2 separate regions of the Mus musculus genome follow, and region 2 is linked to region 1. Evidence: chromatin contacts called from public HiChIP or PLAC-seq data. All regions are on one chromosome and are shown on one strand. The core of a region is the stretch at or near the end of the contact, and the rest is flanking DNA. Distances in the headings are between cores, read along the strand shown.

Region 1 (5,270 bases), core at 1,852-4,351:
CTGGGGTGGCTGTGCTGGGGTGGCTGTGCTGGGGTGGCTGTGCTGTGCTGGGGTGGCTGTGCTGGGGTGGCTGTGCTGGGGTGGCTGTGCTGGGGTGGCTGTGCTGGGGTGGCTGTGCTGGGGTGGCTGTGCTGGGGTGGCTGTGCTGGGGTGGCTGCTTCTGCTTGGTACTGTCCTCACAGGCTTGAACTTGTCTGGCATGGAGGCTGACGCCATCCTGGGGTGGGGGTAAAGGGGAGGGAGGCAGACAACTTAGCCAAGGGAGGAGACTTCTGGGAAAGGAAGAAAATCCGTGCTGTGCCCTAGTCCTGACTCTGGCCCTCTCCTGGACTGCTGCATTCCAGCCCGAGGACCCATTAGTCATGCATCCGTTTGGGTGGTGCCATGGGCTTGTTATACAGCTGGGGGCGCCCAGAAGAAGCTTTGGGATCAAAGGCAGGGCTGTGGAAATGGTCCACAGTCATGCAGCCTTGCGCATCTGCCCTGCTGTTAACTGAAACATCCCACTCTCGGGGGAACTTACAGAGGAACAAGGAGCAGCAACCACACAGGTGGACTCTCAGTTGTACTGAGCTCTGTCCCATGGGTCGACTGCACAGATGAACAGCTTCTGTTCTTCAGGCGCTTAAGGCCTTAGGTCAGGTCTGAGGGCAGAAGCTGCTGCATCAGGAACACAGGGACGGAAACCGCATCTAAGCGCTACATGGTACACATCTAAGCGCTACATGGTACACGTCTGCAGTTTGTTTTACATCCTGAAGGATCCTCAGTTTCTTGGCAAATTTCCCTGAGAAGTGCCCTGGCTCAGTGAGGGCAGACCAGGGACACAAGAGGACAGCATATGGCAGGTGTGGCAATGGGTGTCAATTCCTGAGTTCTGGCTTAAAGGAAGTATCTGAGACTGCAGGCTCCTGCCTACCCAGCAGCATCGTGACTTGATCCCTTTCCCTGCCATGGCCTCTGAAGGACACAGCACAAGCAGACAAAGCCCAGGCCATCTCAGCCACATGGGCCTCAGCAGCCAGACCTGTGCTTACTTGTAGGTGATTTGAACATCTGCCAGGCGGTTCTGGTGGGATCTTGATTTCATCGGGTGACATGTTGCGAACCCTTTCAGAAAAGGAGGCTGTTGAGAAAGCAGAGGGAACCTTGTGTTGAGAGGAAAGGCCAGGGGCCATAAAAGCACAAGCACAAAGCAATTTCAGCAGAAAGCAGAAGGGGAGGTGGCCGATGGCTTCTTGGAGAGTGTTCCCTGAGCTGATCTCAATGGCCAGCTACGTGTCAACCTGGGAGAAGGGAAGCTGAGGTGGAGGGGACACATGTAAATAACACATCCTACCAAGCTCCAGAGACTGACTTTTAGGGAAAGAGCATGCCTGGAGAAGCGCTGGGGGAGGGAAAGGGGAGGAGCCACCATCCAAAGCATTTACCAGTTTCTACAGTATAAATTCAGTCCTGCCTAAGCTCAATCTCAGGTTGCCAATGTGGAAGACACTGAACTCAGAGCTGTTAGAGACATGTGTCAGCTTCATACTTGGCACTGCCCTTTCCGGTTGGTCTGGGTCTGTCCTGCCTTGGCTATAAGAAACTGTGTTAAGGTTTTGGGTCCCAAATAGCTTGTGCATAAAAAGACCTGAACAAAAGGCCTGATTCTGACACAAGAACCACAACTCCCGAGGGCAATCAATCCCCTCAGAACACTGCCCACCCAAGCCTCGCCTCCTCTCTCCCCATTCCCTTCCCTGACAGCCTCCGGCCACCCCAGGACCTCAGAGTCGGCTCTGGAGCACACAGACAATGGGCTGATTGTTGTAAGATTCTGTCATGCTCTTTGAAACATTCCTCATGAAAAGAACCATACAATGTGCAAACAGTGGCAGACAGCACAGGGTGGGGCAGGAGGAAGGCAAGCACCAAAAAGCCACCACCAATAGCATCTAGCCCAGCAGGGGGACCTACTGTGTGCCAGGCCCTTCTCTAAGCCTGTCCTAGGAACAGCTCTAGAGAGCTGAAGAGGGTCTGTGGGAAGGCTTAGGGTAGCATGGCAGGGGGCTGGGGGGAGGCGCAGGGTGGCATGGCGGGGGGGGGGGGCTGGGGGAGGCGCAGGGTGGCGGGGGTGGGGCTAGGGGAGGTGCAGGGTGGCATGGTGGGGGTCTGGGGGAAGGCGGAGGGTGGCATGGTCTTCCTGGTCTCTAGTCCAAGGCTGTTTTTTTTTTTTTCTTTTTAAGATTTTACTTTTTAAAAATTATAGGCATGTCTGTGTGTGGTACCCTAGGAGTCCAGAGAGGCATCAGATCCCTTGGAGGTGACATTTATCAGAGGTTGTAACCCCCAGACATGGGTCCTGTCTATGAGCAGAATGTGTTACCTGCTGAGCCTCCCCTACGGTCATGATTCTAAAATAATTCCAGGTCTTAAGAGATTAAAACAAAACAAAAGGGAAAAACAAACAAACAAAAAAGAAAAACTAGGTGTGTGTAGGGGGAAACCCCTCATTTAGGGCCCCAGGCTGGCCTAGAAGGGACTCTCCTGCTTCAGCCTTTCGATTGGCTGGGATTGCAAGTGTGCACTGTGCACCCAGCATGGGTTAATGTTTTCTTCTTAGCAGATAAGGTGCTTTGATCTCTGCATAGTTACCATCCCTGTGCTGAGTAAGACAAGGCCTTCAAGACCCTGGAGACTCTAATGACTTCCAGGACAGTTACTGTGGATCGGGCCTGTGCACACTATGAACACACTGAGGCCAGGGGTCAGGCCTGAGGCAGTCTTAAAGCATAAGTACAGCCTGGGCTTCGTAGATGTCAGTGGTTTTAACTAGACACACCCAGAGCACAGGCTGGGCGACAGATCAAAGGTCATGCTGTGGCCTGAGATGCAACTGCAGTCGAGAACAGTCCCCACAAGGGGGATAGGATACACACTTGCCGCTGCACCATGCCTTTCTGCCACCTCCCAACTGGCCCTCAGGCAGGGCACTACCCAGCTCTGGCAGGCAGTCAAGCCAAATCTTGGTTTCTTCCTTTTTCTTAGCCCTGGGGTAAGACGTTGGTCTAGGTCTGAGCTCAGTCTGCAGAGGCCAGCCCAGAGTGGAAGCGGGTGGAAAGAGCTGGCTAGGGCATTTTGTGAACATTCATAACAAAACCAAGGCTTGGCAGGCGCTGGGCCACAGAGGGTATATGTGCACGTGACACAGACAAAGAATGCCCTTTGCCATTTGCCAGGAAAGCTTTTTAGAAAAACAGGGTGTGCCACGGTTACTGTAGCAACCCCCCACCCTCTGGGACATAAGTGACAGAGAGTATGGAGGAGGAGGGAGCCTCATAAATTGGGGTAGAAACAAGAGTATTCCTGGGAAATAAGTGACAAGAAGGTGACATATGCTGGACAACAAAATAAAAGTATACTTCAGAGACTTGAGGACAGACTTGAGTGCCTCCTCCCTGAGTCCTAGAATGTGCCCAGTACAGAGAACAGCTGCTCTGCAGAGCGGCCAGAGCCCCTAACCATCTCAGGAAGTGTCAGCAGTGTGCCCGCAGACACTTGCCACAGTGCCTATGCCTTGGCTATGCTAGGGGTAGCTCCATTTACTATCCACAAAGCCTGTTGTCAGCATGAGTCACATCCTGCTAACGCCTCTGTCAGAAAACATCTGCAGTATCCATGGCCACCAGGTGGGAACCTAAGCAGAGTAGCTAGTTCCAGGGACTCAGACTACGGCAGGGGAACAGGGACAGAAAGCCCAGTGGGGCCGAGGACACTTGCAGAATACTTAACTGGCTGTAAGAAGGGGCTCCTGAGTGATTTGAAGACCCCTGGACTACACCCAATACTGTTCCAGGCCCGTGGGGCAGGCAGCTGTCAGGAGCTAGAGCACTGGAGAAGCCCGTGAGTTGGCTAGTCCTTTGAAAGCCATCCTGTTGAAGAGTTGACTTACCACCCACTCCTCAAAGAGAAGAGTACTCACCCTACGCAGGTGACAGTGCACTGTGCCCGCCACGAGAGGGCAAATAACAGACTATGTCGGCTACATCGAGAGGTCCTTTCGTCAAAACAGACAAATGTAAAGGAACACCTATTCTCAGCAGTGTGCGTGCAACCTCTAAGGAACCTGCTTAAGGGGAAAGCCAGGCAGGAAAGCAATGATCCACCAGGCGCTCAGCCTGGGGCAACTCTGCTCTCAAAGGGACACTTATCGGCAGGCTGCAACTCTGTCAAGCATCCTATCACGCAAGGAAGGCCTTCATAACACAATGACCCAGCCCAAGTGGTTGTCAATAAGCCTCATTTATATGAAACTGTTAAAATAGGGCTGAACTTCCATCAAGATCACATCTTGCCAGGCATGGAGGCGCACGCCTTTAATCCCAGCACTCGGGAGGCAGAGGCAGACGGATTTCTGAGTTCGAGGCCAGCCTGGTCTACAAAGTGAGTTCCAGGACAGCCAGGGCTACACAGAGAAACCCTGTCTCGAAAAACCAAAAATAAGTAAGTAAGTAAATAAATAAATAAAGTCTTACTTGAGACTGAAGGAAGACACCGCCTGCACAGGGGACCTGAGCACCAGGAACCATTAGGAAGGATAGGAAAGTGGAGGTGTTCCCCTTGTAAAAGATGTTTGTTTGGTACGGCTATCACAGATACAAATGTCTATCAAATCCACCAATGGCACACTTTTACTCTTTGAATTACATCTCAGTAACGCTATTTCACACACACAGCCCAGAAGCAGAGTGTCATGGCAGTTCCTGTAATACTAGATCTATGAGAGGCTAAAGTATAGGACCAGCAGGTCAAAGCCAGCCTGGGTTACACAGGAAGAGGACAGACAGTCCAAAGCCAGCCTAGGCTACGTAGTTTTAAGGCAAGTCTATGCTACATACACTAATCTTTAAAAAAAAAAAAAAGTCAAAACAAACCCAGAGGAGAAGAGCCAAGCTGATTATGGAAGAAGTCCAGTTGATGCACCCACATGTGCACCACTTCTGACCCTGTTCATGTGAGTGGAGCGCACTGCCGTACTGGTTCATGGCCAGGTTGTTCTCTGGCCTAAACCTTGAAGTTTCTCGGTGGTGAACAGCAGAGTGAAGTGGGACCTAGATGGAAGCGGCTTCAGCTTCCACTACACCTGGCCTTGTGTATCACCCACCGCCGAGGCTGCTGGCTTCTGATTAGATGTGTGCTGTGCCTCCTCTGCCCTTAAGCTGTCATATCCCGTGTCATTTTCTAAAGAACAAATTCTAGTGTTTAAGGAAGCCCTGGTTTTAATTTGC
Region 2 (5,270 bases), core at 1,515-4,014, 260 kb before region 1:
CTTTCAGCTCTAGACCATTCACTCACTGCAGCCAGTCTGGGGCAGAACTTATCATCAAGCTGTCTAGGTTTCAACCCCCTACACAGATCACCCATGGAAAAAAAAAAGGACTTATTTGAGCCTCAGTTCCTTGGTGCCAAGTCACAGAGATGCTGAGCTTGCAGAGGTCTCGGAGTGCGACCCTGTCTGCATCTACTGATGGGTGTTGGTTGCCCATCATCACCTGAGAGGCCTCTGGACAGGCGGTGTCTATACACGTTAATCAAATATTCATACCGCCTTGAGAAGCCTGGGGCACACTTAGCTCTAAAGGGTTTTTTGTTTTTGTTTTTTAAAATATATGTAAGTGCACTGTAGCTGTCTTCAGACACACCAGAAGAGGGCATCAGATCTCATTACAGTTGGTTGTGAGCCACCGTGTGGTTGCTGGGAATTGAACTCAGGACCTCTGGAAGAGCAGTCAATGTTCTTAACCGCTGAGCCACCTCTCCAGAGTTTATAAGAGCTCCAAGAACAAGAACAGAATGAGATGTTCACAGCATCTCAGCAGCTGCTTGGGGGCTGGAGAGATGGTCAGTCAGGAGTCTGACTCCTAGCCTGTCAGGTGACTCACACGCAGCAGGTCTAGCCTCTGTGGAAACCTGTACACACACACACACACACACACACACACACACACACACACACAAGCAAACAATAAGTAACTTAAAACAAACAAACGGCAGCAGTAACAACAACGAAAACCAAGTGTAGACACACCAGAACAATGGGAAAAAAAGAAGCCAGGCGGTGATGGTGCACACCTTTCAACCCAACACTGAGGAGCGACTGATGGAGGACCCCTGTGAGTTCAAGGCCAGCCTGCTCTATATAGCAAGTTCCAGGACAGCCAGGGTGACACAGATAGAGACACCCCGTCTAAAAACAAAATTAACTGAAACAAAAATGGAGGGCATGGGAGGAGTTTGTTGAGAGCCCTTGATTATGATTTGATTGTGACACCATGGGGGTGTATGGGGTTCCACAATGAGAGGTGGGAGACACAGAACTTAAGGCAGGATCCTGTGTCAAATATTTTCAAACTTCTGGGGTGAAGATTTTCTTAGAAATCTGCTTAATGTCGGGCGGTGGTGGCGCATGCCTTTAATCCCAGCACTTGGGAGGCAGAAACAGGCGGATTTCTGAGTTCGAGGCCAGCCTGGTCTACAGAGTGAGTTCCAGGACAGCCAGGGCTACACAGAGGAACTCTGTCTCGAAAAACCAAACCAAACAAACAAAAAAAAGTAAGAAAATTAAAGAAAAAGAAAAAAAAAAAAGAAATCTGCTTAAATTTCACAGACTCTTAAAAGGTGTTTGCTTATACTTTAGAAGATTTAAATTTGTAAATTAGATATATACGTGTGTATCTATGAATGTGCGCATATGAGTGCAGGTGCCTATGAAGGCCTGAAGAGAATACTGGCTCCCCTGGAGCTGGAGTTACAGGTGGCTGTGACTGCCTGTGTGGGTGCTGGGAAGCAGGCTTGGATCCTGTGGAAGAGCAGCGAGTGGTTGCAGCTGTTGAGCCTTTGCTCCTGTTCATTACGTTCATCAGTCTCAGTTGGCTTTATCGTTTATTGTCTACAGAGTAAGCGGTCCCCAGAATGGACGGCTTCTCAGTGGCTCGGTCAGGCCATGGCTGCAGTCCAGGTGCTTCAGCCCATTCTGGATGGAAGGAGGAGAGATGGGAGTGCATGTGTGGCATCTGAGGATGGCAGCCTGTGGGTAGAAGGTGTGAGGTAAAGCAGGCAGGAAAGGGCTTGCCTAGAGTCCTAGCCCTTGGCAGGGTGTGGCTGAACAAAAATCCCATTTCAAAAAACAGAGCACTGCTAGCGTGTGCAAGGACCTGGGTTTGACCTTCAGCACAAACCAAAAACATGCATATACATATGCACATACACATACATATGCACATACACACAGGGTCTGGGAGATGGGTTGGTGGTTAAGAGCATGCAGAGGACCTGAGCTCAGTTCCCAACTGAGTCCAATTGCTTACAACTCTTTGATCCAGTTCTGGGGGGATCCAAAGCCACAGGTTTCTATGGGTACCTGCATATATGTGTACATACCTACACACAGACAGACGGGAACACACACATACACACACATTTAAAAGTAAAATAAATCTTCAAGAGAAGGGAAAAGGCCGGGTATGCAGCTCAGCCGGCAGAGCACTTGGCTAGCACCCCCTCAGCCGCTTAGCATCCGAGCTCCCACGAGCACCACATGAATCGGACACGCTAGCACATGCCTGTAACCCCAGCACTCGGGAGATCAGGAGGTCAAGGTTCTCCTCCAATGCATAGCCGGTTTGCGGGGAGTCTGCTGTACATGAGAGACCATCTAAGAACAGTCACACACAACCACGTGCCTAGCATGCAGGAGGTCCAGGTTCAAGCCTAAGCACACATGCAACTGTCAGGTACCACTGCCCTGCCGTGTGGAGACCACTAGTGCTGGCCTGCACGCCTTAATGGCAGTCACTCGACAACATCAAAGGTAGTCCTTGTATGGTCACCCCAAACCCACCAAGTCCTCATCCCTGCCCACACTCCTGGGTCCTGTGTCCTTCCTCTGTTGTACTGTGTTTCCCTCTTCCAGTGTCCTTATAAGAGTCTCACCTTTTCTCTGGGACTTGGCTGAAACCTGGCTTTATCCATATCAACAGGTCCTACTGTGCAGGAGGTGAGTCCAGAGTTCACCTGCTGCTCGGGTTTCCTGTTACACGCCCGGCTCCTTCCCACTGATAACTGTTTACAGCAGTTTACCTCTGCTCCAGTTCTCCCTCCCACACCCACCTCGCACCTTGGACTGGTTTGTTCTAGAATCTTACACCCTGTTTGTTCTCAGTATCTTCCTGACCTTTCACTCCTACTACTGCAGCCTTCTTCACCCCTTGGGTCTCCTGGACTCTCTCACCTTCTCTGTCTCTTCAGCCGGCCCTAAGTACCTCCCAGCCATTTTCCTGGTATTGCAGGACTCAGCCTTTGCCTTCCAACCTGCCTGCCTGATGCATCTCCAGCCTCTGCCCTCCCCGGTCGCATCTCTGATGAGTACAGAGAAGCCTCAGACCACAAAACATATTCTCACTGTAACACAGGGACTTCAGAGTCTCCTCTCACTGAACAGCTTTCCTTGTCTGTCTAGAAACTCTTCTGTGTCCTGGCTAGCCTGGCCTCACGCTCAGTGACAGTTATGCAGGCATTACCAAACATGTAACTCTCCTGCCTCATACCTATCTCTCCTAGAAAAATTCCTTTACCTTTGTGTTGCCACCACTGAGCTTGGCTTCCTTCCCCCAGCTCCCTTCTTCTTTTCACTTTCTGAGGTATGGCCTTGCCAAGATACCCAAGCTGCCCTTGAACTCACTCTGTATCCCTGGTAGGCCTGGAACTTCCTGGGCAGCTAAGATTACAGTCACTGTGTAACCCCAGGCCTACTTGTTGCCAACCACTTGAATTATTTCAAAGCATCTAGCAGAGAGGATATTTTGATTATTCTGAGCTCTCTCTATCTCTCTCTCTCTCTCTCTCTCTCTCTCTCTCTCTCACACACACACACACACACACACACACACACAGACATGCGCGCGCGCAGAAGATAAATGTCTACAGAGATTGATATACCAATTGTTCTGATGTAATCATTCATTACCTACCATGGACATGTATTGAAATGTCACCCTGTGTCCATAGTATGGCTATACAATCACCATGTGACAATTAAAAGTTTTTACAAGCCAGGCATGGTAGCGCACACCTTTAGTCCCAGCACTCGGGAGGCAGAGGCAGGTGGATTTCTGAGTTTGAGGCCAGCCTGGTCTACAAAGTGAGTTCCAGGACAGCCAGGGCTACACAGAGAAACCCTGTCTTAAAAAAACAAAAAAAAAAAAAGTTTTTACAATAGTTTTTAAAAGGTGAGAAAAGAGGTTTGTGAGGTGGCAGTTGTTACAGCCAGTATGCTTATACAAGGTGTGATTATTACTAATTACACACAGGGGAAGATGTTTAGAAACACCTCAGACAGGGACCCATCAGGGCCTTGGACGGTACCAAGCGGTGTCAGATTCCGGGAGATGATCACAGAGCTGGTGCTGTTCCACACCAGTCTCCTGGCTGGCTCTAGATGTAAAACATGGGAGAAAGGTTCCTCTGCCCGACCTCTCCTTTGTCCTCAGAACTTTCCACCTGGACACAGTGCACTGCACATGTTTGATGGACCTTTGTATCCGCCAGGACTTAAGGCCTGGCCCAGGAAGGATGAAAGCTGTGTACCTCCTGCTCAGGGGAAAGGTCAGGACAGGCATGGCCACACTCAGCCAGCTCAGGGTTCCACCCACGGCTCGCTCATCAATTCCTTACTCCACATCACAGTGGCACATTAAAATCCTCAGGAAATGCATAAAAACGTTATGAGAAAAGAAGGCAAGCACAAGATGGAGCACGGCAAGCAGAAGGTGGAGCACAGCAAGCAGAAGGTGGAGCACGGCCTTAGAGAGCACCAGGCCAGCACACGATGCTCAACGAGGCCGACGTGAGCGTGCGCGCCCACACAGTGAATGAGGAGGGTGTTTGTGTTTTTTAAGATTTATTTATTTATTTTATGCATATGACTACACTGTAGCTATCTTCTGACACACATCAGAAGAGGGCATCCGATCCCATTACAGATGGTTGTGAGCTACCACATGGTTGCTGCTGGGAATTGAACTCGGGACCTCTGGAAGAGTAGTCAGTGCTCTTAACCCTTGAGCCACCTCTCCAGCCCAGGTTTTTTTTTTTTTTTTTTTTTTTTTTTTTTTTAAAGATAAAAGGCCCTTAGTGCCTCCTCTCATTTCTCTCTCAAATCAGTTATGAGGGAAGGAACTCTGACCTTCAAATCTTAAATCTGGGTCAGAGGAACTTTTATTAAGTCCATTATAATTAAAATCAGCACTATTTAATTAATTAATTAATTACATTAATTGAAGTCCTGGGATTAAAGGCGTGTGCCATCACTGCCTGGCTGCTAACATCAGTTTTAAAAATGCTAAGAGAAGTCTAAAAATTAGATGGTTGTGGTTACACATATGTAAAATCCTAGTACTCAGGAGTTAGAGGCAGGTGGATCACAAATTCAAGGCCAGCCTGGGCTATATATTGAGAGACTCTGTCTCCAAGCAAGGGGAAGGGAGGGAGAGTTTTATGCCATAGCCAGTCTAGTGGCACATTTATGAGGGAGGCAGAGGC

Evidence for each region. HiChIP or PLAC-seq counts read pairs in DNA pulled down with a chosen protein or histone mark.
Region 2: a contact with region 1 is called in a FOXA1 HiChIP or PLAC-seq map of pancreatic cancer cells. The contact joins two enhancer-like sites. A contact is called at or near these places in 4 of 484 Hi-C or Micro-C datasets (CD4 T cells, the G1E-ER4 cell line, double positive thymocytes and 1 more), 2 of 115 datasets of contacts at active chromatin or transcription factors (double positive thymocytes and pancreatic cancer cells) and 1 of 9 other capture datasets (pancreatic islet).

Annotation. Positions count from the first base shown.
Region 1 is chr11:115,953,217-115,958,486 of GRCm38.p6, reverse strand. It overlaps Sap30bp (SAP30 binding protein), which reads right to left. Exons shown (of 11, transcript NM_020483.3): 5 at 1,038-1,126. Among named protein-coding and RNA genes, the nearest start is that of Gm39474, 13 kb to the right of the region's middle. Within about 2 kb of position 3,101, at least 176 of the 459 cell types and tissues checked have an H3K27ac peak or open chromatin away from gene starts, as enhancers often do. A contact at or near this core is called in pancreatic cancer cells, where this site is marked.
Region 2 is chr11:116,208,440-116,213,709 of GRCm38.p6, reverse strand. All of the region lies in intron 3 of Ten1 (TEN1 telomerase capping complex subunit), which reads right to left. Among named protein-coding and RNA genes, the nearest start is that of Acox1, 12 kb to the right of the region's middle. Within about 2 kb of position 2,764, at least 26 of the 459 cell types and tissues checked have an H3K27ac peak or open chromatin away from gene starts, as enhancers often do. A contact at or near this core is called in pancreatic cancer cells, where this site is marked.